Linked DNA regions of Sus scrofa: region 2 is linked to region 1. A link is a contact called in public HiChIP or PLAC-seq data. All regions are on one chromosome and are shown on one strand. The core of a region is the stretch at or near the end of the contact, and the rest is flanking DNA. Distances in the headings are between cores, read along the strand shown. Region 1 holds the start of SMARCD1 (SWI/SNF related, matrix associated, actin dependent regulator of chromatin, subfamily d, member 1). Region 2 holds the start of CERS5 (ceramide synthase 5).

Evidence for each region. HiChIP or PLAC-seq counts read pairs in DNA pulled down with a chosen protein or histone mark.
Region 2: an H3K27ac HiChIP or PLAC-seq map of skeletal muscle shows a contact between it and region 1. The contact joins the promoter of CERS5 here to the promoter of SMARCD1 in region 1. A contact is called at or near these places in 5 of 5 promoter capture datasets (fetal liver, fetal skeletal muscle, liver and 1 more), 31 of 47 Hi-C or Micro-C datasets (adipose tissue, alveolar macrophages, blood and 15 more) and 2 of 2 datasets of contacts at active chromatin or transcription factors (alveolar macrophages and skeletal muscle).

Annotation. Positions count from the first base shown.
Region 1 is chr5:15,991,324-15,994,688 of Sscrofa11.1, reverse strand. It overlaps SMARCD1 (SWI/SNF related, matrix associated, actin dependent regulator of chromatin, subfamily d, member 1), which reads right to left and starts at 1,911. Exons shown (of 13, transcript NM_001244613.1): 1 at 1,706-1,911; 2 at 866-1,053; 3 at 575-617; 4 at 356-478. The coding sequence starts at 1,882.
Region 2 is chr5:16,068,249-16,071,658 of Sscrofa11.1, reverse strand. It overlaps CERS5 (ceramide synthase 5), which reads left to right and starts at 1,556. Exons shown (of 11, transcript XM_021091643.1): 1 at 1,556-1,907. The coding sequence starts at 1,711.

The DNA.
Region 1 (3,365 bases), core at 662-3,161:
GGTGGACGGAGATTCCACCTAGAAGAGCACAGGCCACTGGCCCAAATGCAAGTGCATGCACTGGGGTGCCAGGTAGACAAAGTCATGCGAGGTGCCAGGTTCCCAAGGTGACAGAGCAGTTATAGCAAAAACACCAACAGAGTATATTTCTGGTGCAAGAACTACCAAAAGCCCCTCCCCCTGAGCTGTTCTGTTCTTATGCTTCTAATGTAATTCTCGGTTTGTAGGCGGAAGGGAGAGATGTAATTTAAATGCCAAGGAGAGCGGCGCTATGCCTTTGATTTCTCATCCTTAGCCTGCTGAAGGTTCCCGAGTCCTCTCCTTTGGCTCTCTGCCTAGCACTCTCCTGCGTTACCTTGATGGGACGCTTCAAGGCCTCCTGGATATCTAGCCGTTTCCTCATGATAGTCTGGTCCAGTTTCCTTTCAAAAGCCAAGAGATCCATATAGGCCTGGGATTCTGGTACCAGTTCACGAATCTGAGGAACAGAAAGGTATCATTGGGATCTAGAGCTGGCCATCTCTCTTCTCCAACTCAACACACCCTCAAGAAGACCTATACAGCCTGGACTCACCCTTTGAGGTAGAATTTTGTCAGCCATCTTCTTTTTCTTTGCACTGTTTGGAATAAATACTGTTATCAGGTTGGGATGGAACTAGCCAGAACATGAAGACAGGCTGTCAGCACCTCCATTTATAGTCAAGAGAAAGAACCGCAAAGCTTCTCTCAAATCAAAGACACCCCCCACCCCCACCAAACACGAAACAGTCTCCACTGTCTGCTGACACAGCGTCGTCACTTCTTGCTTGAGGTACTCCCACCACCTGTGTCCGCCCTCCCGCTCTCCACCCTGGGGTCATCTTACTTGTGGTTCCGATTTTGGACCGCCTGTTGCTGGACCTGCTGGATCTGCTGAGGTGCAGGTCTCTTGCGGGACTGGTCCATCCCTGACTGGGCCAGGCCAGGTCGGACTGAAGGGTTCCCCCCATAGCCAGGGGGTCCCATGGAAGGTCCCTGAGGTGTCATTCGGCTGCCTGGTAGCATACCTGGTCTCTACAGAGGGGAGAGGACCCAGAGATGTCATGGCTTCCCTTGCAAACCCCACCAGGAAAGGGAAAGTGGGGGAAGCCTGAGTTCTCTGAATCGAACCAGGCTGGGGGCATGGGGGGTGGGAGAAGACCCCTCTACCTCTTTGAAATATAGATCACTGGAGCTTCCTCTGCTCCACTTGTGATCCCACAGGGGACTCCAGCCCAAAGCTAAGAGAGCAGATTATACTCAAATTCTCCCCAGTCTAGTTTGTATCTGCCATTGGACATCTCCTCTGCTCCCAGTACTCAGACAGCACAGCCAGCTACCATCTCCTCAAAAGCTGACCTCAATTTGCCAGGTACACCTTCTGTGCTCCTCTGGGCACTGGAGCTGCCTAAGCCTTTTTGCACTCCAACTCTCACAAGCCCACCCTTGGCCCCGCTTCGTTCACCCTGGTTCTACACCCCGACTCCCCAAGGAAACAATGCCCCTACGAGCTGGTGGGGATGCTAACCGCCTCCCCTCCCTTCCGCGCACTGCCTCCCCCGACCCTCCCTCGCGAACCGAATCCCTCCCAGGGGAGTCCCTCCTACTCCTCCCCCCACCCCGTCACTCCCAGGCCCCCGCTCGGCCCCGCCCCCGGCCCGCGCGCCCCTCCTCCTGCCCCACTCACCGGATAGGCCGCTCCGGGCATCGGGGAGCGGTACAGCCCTTGACCCGGCGCCGGGCCCATTCGCACCGGAGGCCCCGGAGTCCCGCCCGGGCCCAGGGCAGCCGCCGCGCCCGCCCCGCCTGAAGCTCCGGCGCCGCCACTCGGAGCCACAGACTGGAAACCCGCCCGGGCCGCCATCTTTCCCGGAGCCGCTGCTGCAGCTGCACAAAGAACCGGAACCGGAACTCCCCCCGCCCCCGCGCGCCCCCAGCGCGCCCGCCTGTCCGCCCGGCCGGCCCGCCGGCACGGGAGGCCCAGGGCAGCGAGACTGTGGGCTAGAGGGGGGCGACGAGCGGAAAAAGCGTGCTGACCACTCCCTCCAGCCTTCGCGGTCCGGCAGGGAACACCATCGAGAAGAGCTCTGGGATAGAGAGGCCCGTGAGCGGGCGCCCCCAGGCCGGCGGGAGGAAGACAAGGACCTGGAAAGGGGGACCACAGCACCGTCCCAAAGCTCTGATGAAGAGGGTGATGGAGTAACTGCTTCATCTGGGCGCAGGGCGTTTTAACTTTCCAAAGCGCGTGTTTCTTTTCCTTCTCCTCCGGCTCTAAGCCCAGGAGCCGAAGAGGAGGACGCACCTTTCCATTTTGCAAACAGGAGAGGTGAACTCGAGAGGAAATGACTCGGTGTAGTCAACCAGCAAGTTAACGCGAAAGCCAAGGCTTAGAATCCAGGTCTGGCTCATAGCCCAGGGCTCATGCCACAGATAAAGTGCCTCAATAACTACCTAATGCTAGAACTTCAACCCAGCCTTTCCCCTGACCTTTAACCTAACCTGCTTCCAGATTTTAAGTATATTTTGAAGTTTGACCCCACGCCGTCTCCAAAGCCTCCTTTGTACTAGGATTTCTCTTTGGGATCTTTGTTAACCTTTGATCTCTTCCTCTTTCCCTGCCCAGTGGTTCAAACCATTTCTGGTGTGATGGTCAGCTTGTCCCATCCCAGGACCAGCGTATCCCTGCTCTGGCTCCCTTACTCCTCCCCTGATTGGCCCCAATCCAAGGTCAGCTCTTAGTAGGAAGTCCTACATACTATTCAAATAAGAGAAGAACGACACTGAAGAGGAGATGGTTGAAACCCAGTTTATTAGACCAGAGACATGCGTCACCCATAGCCCTGCCTGCTGTTCCCCATCTGGTGCACACCCTTTGGCCTTGCTCCTGCTTCCCTCTGGAGAGGTCTGATCTCCTAGGAGTTCCCAGGAACCCAGAGTTCCCAAAGATCCTACAGCCTCACCCTGCAGCTCCAGGTCAATGCACAGGTGACCTGCCACAGGTCTTGTTCTGGGGGTGGAGACTGAGAGACAGCTGGGCAGAGAAGGCCTGGGAAGAGGCAGCGCTCTGGCCTGAGGGGAGCGCCTGGTGGAGGAGGCACGGCAGGTCCTTGGCCTCACAGGTTTCTCATTAAAGTAGGAAGGGAGGGACAGAACGGCAGAGTTTTAACTTCCCCTCTAGGCCTGTCTCTTTCCTCCCGCTACCAAACCATACCTTACCAGAAAATATAAGTGGTGGGCTTGGGTATTAGGTGAGCAAAGGGGCCTGGGCAGCCAGGAGGGAAAGGCCACTGACTAAAGACCTCAGCTGCCACCTGTCAGCACCCTGCTGCTTCAGCTGCAGGGGTCCC
Region 2 (3,410 bases), core at 307-2,806, 77 kb before region 1:
CGCTCAATGGGTAAAGATCCGGTGTCACTGCAAGCAGCAGCAGCAGCAGCATAGGTCACAGATAAGGCTCAGATCTGGGTAGCTATGGCTGTGGCACAGGCCTCAACTGCAAACTGCATTTCTGATTTGACCCCTAGCCCAGGAACTTCCATATGCCAAAGATGCAGCTGTATTTAAAAAAAAAAAAAAAAAAAAAAAAGAAAGGAAATGAGAAATGCACATTCATGCACCCTACTCTGAACCTCCTGAATCTTTGGTTGGGGCCCAGAAAACTTAGCAAACTCACCATGTGAGAGAAGGGACAAGCTAATGTCTGAGCTGTGGCAAACGAAGTTTTGAGAATCACTGAACTAAAAAGCAAACTTCTAGTCCACTCCTTCAAATGGCTCCTTTTTTTTCTTTTCCTCTTTTCCCTTTGAAACTATCTTCTGCTGTAAGCCTGCCTGCTAGTATAAAGATACTCTATCTGTCCTTGGACAAGATTAGTTCTTTGATCTTATTTCAGATCATTCTAGGTAGCTGTAGTAATTAAAATTGTAGCCAGGTTTTAACAGAGGGCACCCAAGGTTCACTGTTCTCCAGCAGCTGAGGAATAATTTAGAGTTCAGTGTTTTAAAGGTTTCTTGTCTATGGCTCCCCTTTACTGTTTATGTAGAGCCACAAAAGAATTCAATGTTCAGTGTGGAAATCTAAAACTAAGGAGGTTTATAGGATAAGGGCCCAGGGTTCTGGAATCTAGAGACTTTGTTCAGAAGCCCCAGCTCTACCACTTGTATATAACCTTGGACAAGCTGCTCTCTGGACTTCAATTTACTCATCCATAAAACAGTAAATAAAACAACACCTACTTCATAGAATGAGGAAGTTAAATGTGGAAAATATTTAGTGCACTACCTGGCATATAATAAACCTCATTAAACAATGGCCGTCTTCTACTTTTTCTTTTATATTTTCCTTTGAATAGCTTTCATTTCCTTTTTTGTTTTTTGTTTTTTTTCCATGAGAAGAATAAAAGAATTTTTTTAAAGTCCACTTTAAGGGATAATGAAAGGGGGCTGAGGTCATGAGGGGCAGGAGGGGAGAAAAAGGTTGGGAGCAAAAAGAACGCTGCTAGTAGGCAGTACCAGCTGAGATGGCGATAAACCCTAGTGAGAGAAGGGGGTTGGGAAGGAAGAGGGGGAAAGACGGATAGACACAGACAGACAGACAGACACACCACAACACCACACACACCACACACCACGTATGGCCTTCCAGCGAACCGGAACAGCTTTGAGCTGGCTGGACTGAAAAAGAAGAACATCCCCATAAGGGAGCTATGCCTGAAATACCGGGTGTAGCTGTGGCTAGACAGAAGAGTGAGCGAGGAGAAGCTTTACCGCAACCTGTAGCAAAAAAGGACGGGATCACTGTGGAGGCGTGGCCAGGGCTGGGTGAAGGCGGGGCGGGGAGGGCGTGGCCGAGTCGGAGGGCGGGGTCCCAAGGAGAGGCGGCTGGGGAGGCTACGGGGAGGGAGGTGGGCGGGGAGGCAGGGTGGGCGGGACAGAGGCCCGGCCCCGCGAAGGAGTCGGGCTGGAGTGCGGGTCCTAGAAGGGGCCGGAAGGGGGTGGCCGCCGGCCCGGCCCCGCCCCGGGGCCGCCTCCTCGCGGGTTCCGTTGGCTGGGGCGGCAGCTGAGCCTGTGGCGGCAGTGGCCGCGGGGTGGGCGTAAGATGGCGACAGCAGCGGCGGGAGCCCTGGGCCTGCTGTGGGGCTGGCTTTGGAGTGAGCGCTTCTGGCTGCCCCAGAACGTGAGCTGGGCCGACCTAGAGGGGCCGGGCAACGGCTACGGCTACCCGCGGGCCCGGCACATTCTCTCCGTGTTCCCACTGGCGGCGGGCGTGTTCTCCGTGAGGCTGCTCTTCGAGCGGTGAGAGACCGCGGGCGAACGGCGCGAAGGGCCTGGGGCGCGGGCTGGGAAAGCCTGCCCGGGGGAGAGACGGAGGCCAAGGACCGGAAGCAGAACTGCTGGGAAAGCCCGGAAGCAGGGGGCTGGGAGAGCCTGGGCCGCCGCGCGGGATGCTCGGAGGGTGGCCGAGGTAGTCGTGCAGCCTAGGTAAAGGCAGGGAGTTCGGGGCGTGGACATTGAAAGTGTCAGAGTCGAGGGGGACGCTGGGCCCATTCAGTTTTGCAGCCCGGAGGTCACTTGGGGCGGGGGGGGGGTTCATAGGCCTCTCCCCAACCGCCAAGGATTCTGCAGACCAGGAAGCAGATTGAGTGTGAGCTGTGGCCGAGGGCCCGAAGCAAGAAACAAGAAAGGGCCAAGAGAACCAGAACTAGTTGGGGCCAGGGAAGCTGCAGGGTCAGCGCAAGGAGCCAGACGTTCCAAGTCGAAGGAGCACGTTCGTGGGAAGCTAAGATTTGTGAGGACACTGAGAGTTGAGGGGTACAAGATTAGTTAGGCCTTAAGCCTTGATTCATCAGTTCATGGCCGCGTGTGTGTGTGCTTCTCAATAAAATTCAGCTGGATCCTGTAAGAGACTAGAACCCTGTAGGGATAGGGTTAGTTGCAGAACAGGCCTTGGAGGCCTGAAATGGAAGGAGGAGTGGTCATCTTCAAAGGATGGAGAGCCTTAGGGCCTATAAGAAGACAACTGTATTGAGCAAGTTTCTAAGGGACAATGTGTTCTTGGCAAAAGTGTTTTCACTTGTCTTTGATTGAGTGGCTCGTGTCTGCTGTCTAAAATAAAGGTATTCACTGATAGGATGATTTTGGTCTGCTCCATGTTACAGGAAGAGTGACTTCTTTCCGGATAGGTCTCAGATAATGAGGATAATGAGGATGGCACTTGGACATCTTTTGTTCATTTGGCTTTTATCAGAGAGTCCCCTTTTGAGGATGGGAATGTATTGCCATAGATAGATAATAACCTGTTACTGGAGTTCCCGTCATGCGTGGCTTAGCGGTTAACAACCAGACTAGCATCCGTGAGGACATGGGTTTGATGCCTGGCCTTGCTCAGTGGGTTAAGGATCTGGCGTTGCCGTGAGCTGTGGTGTAGGTCACAGACGCGGCCCAGATCCCACATTGCTGTGGCGTAGGCCAGGGAATACAGCTCGGATTGGACCCCTAGCCTGGGAACCTCCATATGCCGGGGGTGCGGCCCTCAAAAGACAAGTAATAACCTGCTGCTGTCTGAAAAATTAATATTATCTGTTTGAATTACTTCTTTTATTCGCCTCCTATTTCTGGCACAAATCTTTCAAAAAATATGTGTTATGTGTTGCCCACCATTCATCCATTTATTCACAGTGATTGTGCATTGTCATCAAAGTGGTTTGCCAGACATTCAGGTGTAAAACTAAAGATGCTTTTAACTGAAGCAAATGCAACCCAAAGATCTAAATGCCTTTTCTGGGTCCCCAGGAACTT